2 separate regions of the Sus scrofa genome follow, and region 1 is linked to region 2. The links are chromatin contacts, called in public HiChIP or PLAC-seq maps. All regions are on one chromosome and are shown on one strand. The core of a region is the stretch at or near the end of the contact, and the rest is flanking DNA. Distances in the headings are between cores, read along the strand shown. Region 1 has its middle 18 kb from the start of YTHDC2. Region 2 overlaps NREP (neuronal regeneration-related protein).

Evidence for each region. HiChIP or PLAC-seq counts read pairs in DNA pulled down with a chosen protein or histone mark.
Region 1: an H3K27ac HiChIP or PLAC-seq map of skeletal muscle shows a contact between it and region 2, with 5 times the contacts expected there. The contact joins two enhancer-like sites. A contact is called at or near these places in 3 of 47 Hi-C or Micro-C datasets (embryonic fibroblasts and skeletal muscle) and 1 of 2 datasets of contacts at active chromatin or transcription factors (skeletal muscle).

What each region holds. Positions count from the first base shown.
Region 1 is chr2:117,982,494-117,988,415 of Sscrofa11.1, forward strand. No RefSeq gene overlaps it. Among named protein-coding and RNA genes, the nearest start is that of YTHDC2, 18 kb to the right of the region's middle. Within about 2 kb of position 3,233, at least 12 of the 83 cell types and tissues checked have an H3K27ac peak or open chromatin away from gene starts, as enhancers often do. A contact at or near this core is called in skeletal muscle, where this site is marked.
Region 2 is chr2:117,747,431-117,753,479 of Sscrofa11.1, forward strand. All of the region lies in intron 3 of NREP (neuronal regeneration-related protein), which reads left to right. Among named protein-coding and RNA genes, the nearest start is that of NREP, 240 kb to the left of the region's middle. Within about 2 kb of position 1,806, at least 3 of the 83 cell types and tissues checked have an H3K27ac peak or open chromatin away from gene starts, as enhancers often do. A contact at or near this core is called in skeletal muscle, where this site is marked.

The sequences.
Region 1 (5,922 bases), core at 1,983-4,482, 240 kb after region 2:
ATCTGTGACATTTTTGTTTGTCAGATCTGAGAGAGGTGCTGCTTATATGTACAGAATTCCCCAGCCCCAAATGCCATTAGTTCCCTACCCTCGTTCCTTCCCTTTCTCGTGTGGCAGAGATTACTAATTATTCAGGATATCCATTCTTCATTTTTCTTTGAGTAATCAAGTCTCCCAAGTTTAGCTCGGCTACATTCTCCAGCTTCTATCACAGCCAAGTGTAGGCAGTAAAGGGTTATCAAAGTGAGCCTATGATTTCTATCCTTAGAAAGCCCTGCTTTGCAAGACTGACCCTTGCCTGGCATCTGGGAACTCGAATTTTGGGAACATTCCCACCACTCCCCAGTAGGAGTGGATGACTATGCCTACATGGTATAAAAATATACAGTGTATGCTGAGCTCCTGCTTTTCTTCTGGGAGTCTCGAATTTTGGTACATTCTCAGGAAGAAAGTGACCTGACCATGCCCAGTGAAAACACTGGGTACCAAGTCTCTAATGAGCTTTCCTCGCAGAGAGCTTTTTGTACACATTACCATAATTTGTTCATGGGGGAGTTAAGTACGTCCTAGACAACTTGACTGGGAAAATACTTTTGGAAGCTTGTAGCTGGTTTCCTTTGGACTTTACCCAAATGGGCCTTTTCCTTTTGCTGATTTTTCTTTGTCTCCTTTTCTTGCAATAAATCTTGGCCATGAATTGAACTGTGTGCTGAGTCCTGTGCATACTTGTGAATCAGTGAAACTGGGAAAAGTCTGGGAACTTCTTAGACTTCAGTTCTGGCCAGTGAGAAGTGAACGGAAATCAACTTCTAGGCCACATCCTCTAAACAAGTTGCTTGGCTCTTATTTCTCTTTTCCTTCTTCCTATTGACTGGATTGTGGATGTGGTACTAGCCAGCCAGCTTCAGTCAGGTGGATGAGGACCATACCCTGGAGCAGAGGTTGGCAAACTTTTTCTGTCACCAGGCCTTATGGTCTCTGTTGCAAACTACCCATGTCTGCCATGGTAGTTAGAGCAGCCATAGGCAATATGTGCTTGGATGTCTATAGCTGTGTTTTGATAACCTTTATTTACAGTAACCAGAGATGGGCCAGATTTTGTCTATGGGTCATATTTGCCAGTCCCTGCCCTAGAGGACAAAGATAGGTGACCATGTTTTAATTCCTTTGACATAATAACCCCCCCCCAACGCTATCCATACAGATGTCCTGAGATAATCCCCTCCTACGTGTTTCCATTTTGTCCCATACATGTACCTATCATAACAAGTACTTGTCTGAATTGCATTAGTCTGTAAGCTCTTGAGGGCAAGAACCATTCACTCCATATCTTTGGTGCCTATCACAGTGCTTAACCATGTATCAGGACTCAAATTTATTGATGCAGTTCATCAAATACCCATTGCTTCTTATACTCTTTGTAGCTTCTTGAACAAGGCCTGGTCTCTCTAGCCTTCACTCCCTGGCCTGGATCTCGCGTGGAGCATCCGTGACATTTTTGCTTGTGAGATCTGAGAGAGGTGCTGCTTATATGTACAGAATTCCCCAGCCCCAAATGCCATTAGTTCCCTATCCCGGTCCCTTTCCTTTCTGGTGTAGCAGAGATTGTCCTTGGCCATCAATGAATGAAGGCAGCATTGCTCATCCAGTCAGAACTCCACCCTGTAACAGTCTCCCAAAGGGTTCCTATCTTGAAGCTACATCTCAAAGGAACACTCACTGAGGGGTGTACATGTCTCACTTCTAGGGTGCACTTGTTCTAGACCTCACATAATATTTAATGCAATAGAATAGGATATACTCTGTAAGAATGTTTTTATCTCACTCCCAGAATTAGGTCCAACTTTTAAAATTTTACCCAGTGAACTTGGTGTTCATTGATCACAAGAACAAGTGCTTCCTCTTCTGTGAAGATAACGGTACCAGAAATGTCCCAATAATTCAGGTGCTATCACTTTTAGGAGTATTTTATAATACAGCCAAGAGATACATGATACCCAATGGGTCTTGCTTGTGAGAGACAAAACTCCTTGCTTATTGGCCAGAATTTCTGGCTCTTATACAGCCTCTGAATCCTGCTCCACTGTGCACATTCTCTGCAGTGGAGTTCCAAATCCACCTCTGTTTTTGGAAAGAGCCGTGCTGGGCATATTGAAGCCTAACATCCTTATTTATATAATTCCTCTTTCTTTTCCCCATGGTCATGCCTGGATATTAGACTCTAACATCCAAACTGGTGTGAGATAAATATTTGATTGTAACTGAAAGACATCACATACAGCTCAGAACATGTTTTTATATGTAGGCTGTCTAAGCACAAATCTCCGCAGGCCATCAACTTCCCTGTGACCAGCTGGACCCTGCCCGTGCAGTTCTGATAAAGTACATCACTGCCTTTGTGAAGCATTCCCTGGCTCCAAATGTTCACAGAATTCCCGCCATGGCTGGATCCCCTGGTTCCTGTCTTCAAGAGTGAGATGGCATCAACCCCTTGAACACAGCCTTGAGGGAGTCAATAGGACCAGCCTGTTTCTGGCTTCAGTGTCTCCCAAGGCTGCTGGTATACCTCCTTTGCATGTCAGTTATTGACTGCTTATTGTCTCTTAGTTTGAAATAGAATAATTAATAGAGGAACACCAAGACTTCCTGAAACCCAAGATGAATATGAATTATATATATAAATACTTACAAATTTGAACTTATCTGACTTGACCATTCATAAGGCAAGAGAAGCAAAAGGTATATGAAAATGGTATGTCAAGGATTGGGTACAGCCTGAAGTGGGGATGGATCTGATCACAAATAGATCCATTTGTGTCCAGCACAATAACATAAAATTGTAGGCTGAAAGAAAAAGGTTGTGACATTGAAGGAGCATATAGTGTTTAGGCCAAAGTTTGTAAGAACTCCCTGGCCGCTCCATCCCCGAGATCTGAAGTCCAGGATAAAGCCATCATCAGAGCCCTGAACTCACCGTCCAGAAAGAAAACGACACAAGTGCCTTTTGACAGGTCGCCTCACAGGACAGGCCCCCGATGTTGACACATGTCTCCCATGGCCCAAGCACGGGTAGGACATTCCTCGTGAGCGCTAGGATTCGAGCACAGGGCCATGTAGGGTGAGTCAGGTGGAGGCCTGAGAAAAACCAGATGCTTGGGAAAGAAGTAACAGGAGATACTGGAAATACTGTACAGTCTAGACTGAATGCTTCAGTGGTCTCAAGATAAACAAAGTAGGCCAAGGGTGAAATGTGTGAGCTCAGTCAGCTTTACCCATGAGAGTTCCAGCTCCTATCTTCAGGAAACAGCTCAGGCTCGATTTTGACCACAGGCAAACTTGGCATGCACTTTCCTTGCTTTCTTTCAGCCTGCTCCATGTGTTTGAATTTCTATGACGGCACATTCCCATCACAAGCACTTCCCCAGATTTGAGGGCCCGGTCTTGGGGCATAGGGAAAGGAACTCTCCCCAAGCGTTTCCTTCCTGAAGGAGGTGCTAACCGAGGTGCCGAGGAAGGATGGGTGTGCTGGGGCTCTGCTCTGGCTGTTTGCTCTCCTCAGATGTTGCCTGCAGGCCAACTAGTTCGCTGGGGATAGATCTGCAAAGGCTGAGGGAAGACCGGCTGGTCCCAGGATGGGCATGAGCCTAATGGTGCCTTAACCAGCTGATGTCAGAGAGGGTTGTCACTCATGTGGATGTGAGAGCCCATTAGCACACATCTCTTGGACAAACTGGGGAAACAGTGCTCCTAAACTAATGCTCGCAACATGGTCTCTCAACTTTTCTTCCATCCATCAACTTCTGAGGACCCATCCAGGCTCTGGTACTATCACAACAAGGGCCTGTCCATGTGGACTCACCCATCTGTGCCTAAGATGCTGCCAGAGCATGTCCCCACTTTCCCAGGGTGAGTTCCTGAGTTGGCTCTGTTTCCAATCAGCCTGTTTCTGACCCTGACTTTGATCCTTTGGCTCACATCCCACTCGGCTCCTCCAGCCTGGTGAACTTTTTGATTTATTATTCTTTTGACTTAACTGGACTTTCAATCAGCTCTCTTCCTCCTGAGAGTCTTATGTAGGCCCCCGTTGGCACCCTTCCAGGACCCCCTCCCACACTTGCAGATACTTTTCCAGGGCAGCCCTGACCAAGATCAACTCACTACACGGTCTCTCCCATATCTGACTTTTCCTAGGAGGGTGGTAGGAAGCAGCTCAGCAGAAACAGACATGTAATCAAGACATATTAGAGAGCCAGGGTCTTTGTACTTAAAACACCCAAATTCTCCATCAACAAATAGACTATCACAATATTTAGTCTATTGACTGATCAACTTAATGTTGAAACTACCAAGTCTTCTGAGGACCATAGGTGTCAAGTGTCAAAGAATTGACCTCAATGGGCAAGTAAACTTTTAAGTACTTGAAGAAATTCCAGGCTTGAGATCCCAGGCTTCCAAATGGAATTCACAATTAGAAGGATGATCTATTAAAACAGTGGCAGCATTTGTGCTATTTAAAAAAAAAATGAAATATGAATCTTCTAAAGAAAATGAAAAGTGTATCCATGTGAACATAATTTAAGTAAATGCTCTGAGCACTAATGCAATGCCTTTCAGATTGTCAGCTCTTCAGGCAGACTTATTCAAATACCTGAGTCTGCATTCCCAAGATAAATTTGGTTTTTCATGCCTCTCAGACATAATGTAGAAAGTTAAGGACTATAAGTAAATAGTGATATTTTACTTTGTTTTGTTTTAAGTTACTATTTATTTAGCCCAGCTTTGCCCCTGTGATGTTCCAGTCTGTTTCAATGGACTTGTGATTCTACCGTGCCTTTTATCCAAGAAATGTCCCCTCTCATTTCTGTTTTTCCCAAATCCAACTATCCTTGAAGGACATAGCAAGTCCTAACTCTTCATTGAAGCCTTCTCTGATGGTATCAACATGCCAACAATGTTTCATTTTGTCTTATCTTTTGAGCTCTTGTACTGCTTATTGTACTTCTCATTCTTCTAGCATTATTTGATTATATGAACCCAATACTAAGGCTTAGGAAAATTTACCTGGGGATACAGATTAACATCTAACTTCAACTATTTGCTTTCTAGCAAAATATAGTTCCTTAGGAATTTGGATTTTAATGATATCTTAATTCTAGGATTTAACATGGCTTCCTTTCGAAATGGGTTGTAGCAAATTCCCATCTGGCACAGTGGGTTAAGGAGCTAGTACTGCTGCACCTGTGGTATAGGCTGCAACTGTGGCACAGGTTTGATTCCTGGCATGGGAACTTCTAAATGCCACAGAAGCAGCTGTAAATAAATAAATAAATAAATAAATAAATAAATAAATAAAATAAAATAAAATGGGTTGTAAATTGGCAGCTCGTGGACCACATTCAACACAAGTGGTTTTTTTCTTGCCCTATACCATGTTGGATGGCCCAATGTTTTTAGTTGCTGTCATTTTCTTTTTAGGGGCTGCACCTGTGGCATATGGAAGTTCCTGGGCCAAGGATCAATTCCGAGCTGCAGCTGCTGGCCTATACCTTAGCCACAGCAATGCCAGATCTGAGCCCCATCTGTAACTTACACCACAGCTCACAGCAATGTCGGATCCTTAATTCAGTAAGTGAGGTCAGGGATTGAACAGCATCCTCAAGGACACTAGGTCAGGTTCTTAAATCACTGAGTCACAATGGTAACCCCAATGTTTTAAAGTCACACTGTTATATAACCTATATTTTGAATTTGGTAATTTCATCAAAAGCATGTATTTCCAACTTTCTTCAGCTCTCTGCAGATTTGGCAGCACAGGGCCCCCGATTACCTGTAGGAGGGAACAAATCACTCTAGATGGAGTCAGCCCTCCAGATGTTCTACTCCTTCTGTCACTCGTGCTTCTACAGCCTTGAAATGGAAGGC
Region 2 (6,049 bases), core at 556-3,055:
AAAGCATTTCAAGTTGTTGTCTATAGCAGTATGGCAACTGGTCTGTCCTTACAGGTCTGAAATTAAATCATAAAATGATACAGTTATCTTAGTTATGGCTCCTGTTATCCAATATGATGCAGTATAATAACTGATATCAGGGAGCTCTATAGAAGATACCACGAGCACAGAAAAAATGGAGTCTAACTAGCCCTGGGAAATCAAAGACTTCACTGTGAAGATGATGCTTGCATTGAGTTTTTTAGGTGTGTGGTATCCATTTCTCCTTGTGCTTAGCACTCCCTGCCTCCAACCCCCTTGGATATTAGTAGCCACCAGAGTCACCACTACACCTTTGTGACCCAAACATCCCAAGCATTAGCCTGGCGGCAGAGACCTCTTCAGCCACTGCTTGACCCAAGCAGAGTTAGAGAGGGAACACCCATATCTGGCTGTTCCAAAAGCAGAGCCCACACCCACCGCCATAGCATGTGCTGCAGGAACATTTCCTATTCCCTGTCCGTGAAGTTGCTGAGCACAGGATGCTTTTAACACTTTCAGCTTTCAGAGCTCTTCCTTTCAAAATGCATTCTAAGCTCTGGTTTTCTTCATCTTTCTTTCTCAACTGTTTTCTTCCTGATATTCTTCTCATTTTTTGTTTTTCTTTGTTTTCGGAATTTTAAGATTCTTTTCTGTCACTTCCAGAGAGAGCAGAAATGGACACAGCCTTGAGTTCTCAGAGCACCATCTTGATCCAAACTCCAGAGCACTGACTGTTGTTTTATGAGCAGCGAACCACAAAATTATGTGTAAGGCATGTTACACATATTTTCCCAAGTATTTCTGAAAAAAAAATTTTTTAAACTCTACTTTGCTATAATGTTTCTGAATATGTTCAGCATTTTCATATGAATTCTTCTGTTCCTTCCTAACACAACTACCTTTCACTTTGCCCTTTTAAAATTATGTCTATCATATGTTGAGTGATGCATAAGAAGTACAGTTAAAGTATGGAATTCCAACCTTGTTGGATTTTGCTCTGGAAAATAGGGCAAAAAGATTTTTCCTGTGTATGCAGATCAGAAGCTGAGTTGAAGAAAGATTGAACGAGGAAGAAACTGAAATCTGGAAAGCCAGCTGGAAGATTTCTGCAGTAATCTAAGCACTCAACTGATAAAACTTAGAATTGAAGTGCAAATAGAATGGAGAATAAGGTAGAAATGAAAGAAATTTTACAAGGAAACACATGATAGGTCTTGGGGAAATGCTGGATATGAGTCATGGGAAGAAGCAATCAAAGAGAATGCCAAGGTTTCCACTAAGGTCTAAAGAAGACAGTGGTATCACTGGTGGAGATGGAGATCTCACATGGAGTGTGTCCAATGCCTCAAGTGCACACACACTCACACAGGTGCCTTAAAATAGTTCCTATAAGCCTTGAATTCAGTGTAAGGTGATTTCATCTTGGACCCCATCCAAGAAAGTTTATTCCTGGAAGTCCTAGAAGGATTTCATTACAACATCACTTTTCACTTACGTGATTATGCAACTTGCATGTAATAGGAGAGTCCTAAGTAAGGTCCGGAGTATTGCCCGCTGTATAAATTAGCCCAAAGACCTGAAATCTGAAAGAAATTTTGGTGAGCATATAAAGCCAAATTGATGAAAAATTAGAGGGTTAATAAAAATGTACAGTATGACCTTGCATTAATCCTGAATTAGTCCAAGTTTATGTTCACTGCCCAAGAAACTTTACCAGTCACTGTTAGTAGTAGGATGACCTGATTAAAAGGGACTGGGCAGAGAAAGTTGCCTGTGGGATGGTAGATATTTTTGGACTTCCCAGCAAGATTCCTGGAACCATTCTGTTTTCAGCATGGCCGGGCTTGACCTCCTCTTGCGGTCCTTGGAAAAATAAATACTACCAGGTATGGTAGGGTAGGAGAACAGTGAGCCAGCAGGGACCAAGGCTGTGCCTGGCTCCTGCTCCCCAGCAGGTCTGTGAACACGTTAGTCTTCGCCTTTTAAGAGCTGTCCTCCCAGCGTCACCTCCATGGTCTCTAAGGTGCTTTGGTGCCGAATTTACACTAAACGGCAAGCAGGGTGCTCTAGAGCACAGCTGCCCAGCACACGCTCTTCTCTTACTCAAACATTGCCATTTTTTCTTGGCAAAAATTTTCATTCTGAAGGCAATTTCTCCTCTCTAAACTTGCTATCATTTCCCTTTCTCTGATGGATCTTTGCCACATCATTTCAGTCGTGCCTTGGCTTTTCTTTGACACCAGTTTCTGTGTCTGTCTACCTAGAACTAGTGTCTGTCTCCTTTGTAAAGTGGAGTCCCTTTTTGAGTGCCTGGAAGCCAAACACTAAAATCTTGGTGCGGAATGACTCCTTGGATAAAAGCTCTCCAGCCTGCAAGAGATAAGGGAACATGCAGCCTCAGCTGTAATTCAAAGTATGGGGAATGACCTCTTTAACAACTTTTTCAGCCCCAAGAATTCACATTCTCTAGGTCAGCTCCTGGTAGATGTTATCAGAGGCATGTGGGCGGCAGAATCTACCCACCCCTCCCCCACGGCCGGGAGGTAGGAGGTAGAACACAGTCTTTTCTTGACTTTATCATTCATTTTTCAAGACCAGTCCTTTGGCTGGTCATCCATATGTGGCCTTTCACTTTGCTTCAGCTTTCTTGGGAAATGGAGATGAATATGGAAGTAGTTATGAGAATCACTGTAACCTAAAAATGTCCCAAGTAGTTTTCTTGGTGTCTGAAACTCTGGAAATGTACATCTCAAGTCTAAGTGTAAGATTATATGGGGCATTTGCAGGAATGCTGGGAAAAGCTTGCTTACCAGTAACCAGATTGAGTTCAACTCCTTTAAATGTATTTGGTCGTGGCTAAGTTACTTTGTCTCTTTGAGATTCATTTTCCTCATATATAAAATGAATGATTTGGATCTTCTGGTTTCCAAAGCCCCTATTAGCTCCTGAATCCTTAGGAACTTCTGCTAAAACGTTGTATCTAGAATCCCTTCATGAGAGGTACTCTACTGCCCCTAGTAAAAAAGCTGGATACAGCTGCTCCTAGGACCTATGAGATGAGAAAAGATGATCCAGACTTGGTAGGAGAAACCTGGGACATGGAAAATCCAGATCATGTAGGTGAAGAAAGGTAAAAAAGAAATAAAATAGGAAGGAACCTTATCTGGGAAGGGTAGCAAGTAGGGAGGTACAAAACAAGAACTGTGGACCTTCATCGTGCATCGGAATCACTTGGAGGATTATTAAAAAACAGATTGCTGGCCCTACCTCCAGAGTTTCTGATTCAGTAGAAGTTGTAATACCAAACATTTTGATTTCTAACACGTTTCCTGTGATGCTGGTACTGCTGTTTCCAGGGATCTCCTTTGAGAGCCATTGCTGGAAGTAATTTTCTCGCTTTTAGGTGCTACAGCCTGAAGGAGACTGTTATAGTTCTGTAGTAGATTCAAATAGCAGAGAATTGAATGTGTTATTTTGTCATGTCCTTTATAGCTAATTCTAAGCTTGGTATTGGAAGGAACTGCCATTTGGGACAGTGGCTACTGTCACTTCCTGTTGTTTTTATGTGCTACAGGGAGAGGGGCAGCTACTCATTTCCTCTCTCCTGCCATAAGAGGACAATGAAAAATAACACATGCAATATTTCATTTTTCCATTCAACAGATGTTTTATAGATTTCTTACTATATTCCATTTACTTTTCTAGAAGCTGGGGATCTCATGATGAAAAAAAGACAAAAATCTCTCTTCGTCAAGCTTATATTCTAGAGTGTAGTAAATAGAACTCAATGCAAGGAATTCCCTTTGTCTCAGGAAAACAGTTTAGTCATCAGATTTTATTTTATTTTATTTAGGGCCACACCTGTGGCATATGGAAGTTCCCAGGCTAAGGGTCAAATTGGAGCTGCAGCTGCTGACCTACACCACAGCAATGCCAGATCTGAGACACATCTATGATGTACACCGCAGCTCATGGTAACACTGGATCCCTAACCTACTGAGCAAGACCAAGGATCAAACCTTCATCCTCATGGATACTAGTCAGGTTCATTTCTGCTGAGCCACAATGGGAATGCCATATTTTTTTTTCATTTATTTAATTAATTAATTTATTTTTTTATTTTCCCACTGTACAGCAAGGGGATCAAGTTATCCTTACATGTATACATTACAATAGTTTCTGGCCTAGCTCCTGCTCCCAGAGGAGCAGTGACCTCCGTATTCCCACAACATGGGGGTGACAAGCACCCAATCATGTTTATCTAAAGACTCCCACATTATTCTTGGCTCTCCCAACCCTGCTTTCCAGGGGAATGTGCAGGGTAACTTCCACTTGGAAAGCACATGCGCTTTGAATTCGCCAGAAATTTCCTTGTCCTTAGCTGTGTTTTGTCAACGTGCAGCCATATTCAAGTAGCATGTTAATAGAGGCAGAAAAAAAAGATTTGATGTAAAATTTACAAAGATAACAAAATTAAAAAATAAAGAAACAAAAACAACTTAAAATTCATTCTGAAGTTGACATCAAACTTAGGAAGGAATCTAGCACACAGTAGACCAAAACTGCATGTGGACAGGATGAACAATCAACTGATCCACCAATCACTCCACCATACTGTCTCTTTTTATCAAAGGGAAGCTGAAAAGAAGACAAAGACTCAAGTTTAAATGTCCTTTCAATAACTCTGGAACAAATCATCAAATCCATTTCATTTTTGTGATTTTGATAATATGGGTAAATTTGAATCCCTTGGCAATCAACATGGTGATTATTTGGCAAGGATAAGCACCATGGGCAGTCAGGTCATTGAGCTAAGGGTGGACTGTGTTCTTCCTCCTGTGGAAAGCAGTTAAGATCTTGGCTCTGGAATTCAGACTGTGGTTGATGAAACTCACAGCTTTTGTTCACCTACCACTCTGCTTCAAACATACTCCTTTATACAGAAGGCCAAAGTCCAGGGCAAGTCATGCCTCAGAAGCTTCACTATGAGGAGGATGCAGTTTTCTTGTTTAGTTGGCTTATTATGTATGGAAAGAGCGCTGGCCTGCAAAACAGGACACTTGGGGCCTCTTGTGGCTCTGACATTCCTGTGTGAATTTAACTCTCTGAGCCTCAGTATCCTTTCCTGTAAAGATTTGGGAAAAAGAAAAAAACCATGTTCATATTTTACATTTCCTTGAAATGGGGATGACACAGGTAGATTCAGCAGCCCTTTGGGGGAATCATTCGTGTGGGCAGACAGCATCCTAAGTAGAAACCTCCTGGATCTTCCCCTTTGCTTCCCCCTCCCTCTGTGGCAGGTGGACTAGTGTACAACTAGCAAGAGAAGGAGGGACAGGACACTGGAGCCTCAGCAACTGGTGCTCAGGGCAAATTAACCAAAGCTGGAGTTCCCGTCGTGGCGCAGTGGTTAACGAATCCGACTAGGAACCATGAGGTCGCGGGTTCGGTCCCTGCCCTTGCTCAGTGGGTTAACGATCCGGCGTTGCCGTGAGCTGTGGTGTAGGTTGCAGATGCGGCTCGGATCCCGCGTTGCTGTGGCTCTGGCGTAGGCCGGTAGCTACAGTTCCGATTCGACCCCTAGCCTGGGAACCTCCATATGCCGCGGAAGCGGCCCAAGATAGCAACAACAACAAAAGACAAAAAGACAAAAAAAAAAAAAAAAAAAAAAAAAAAAAAAAAAAAAAAATTAACCAAAGCTGGTTCAGCCCCAGTCTGTGACTCTTGTCCTTTTACAAACATTTTTACAGATGCAAACAGTTTTCTGTCACCTTTCTTTTCTCCTCCAAGCTGTCTTTGGTGTTTGTTTTAACCTGATTTCACCTGCGTGAAAGAGGAGGCAAGGCCCCAGGCGATTTGTCCTCCTTTGGCAACCCCTAGGGATAAACTTGCATGTGGGGTCAGGGTGGCCTGAGTCTGAGGCGTTTTGCTCCTTAAATATTAATGAAATCAACCTCCTCCAAGAATGTCCTCAAATCCCCTGAAGGTTCTTAGATGGCGCAGTTTGCATTTAGCTATTTACATTAGC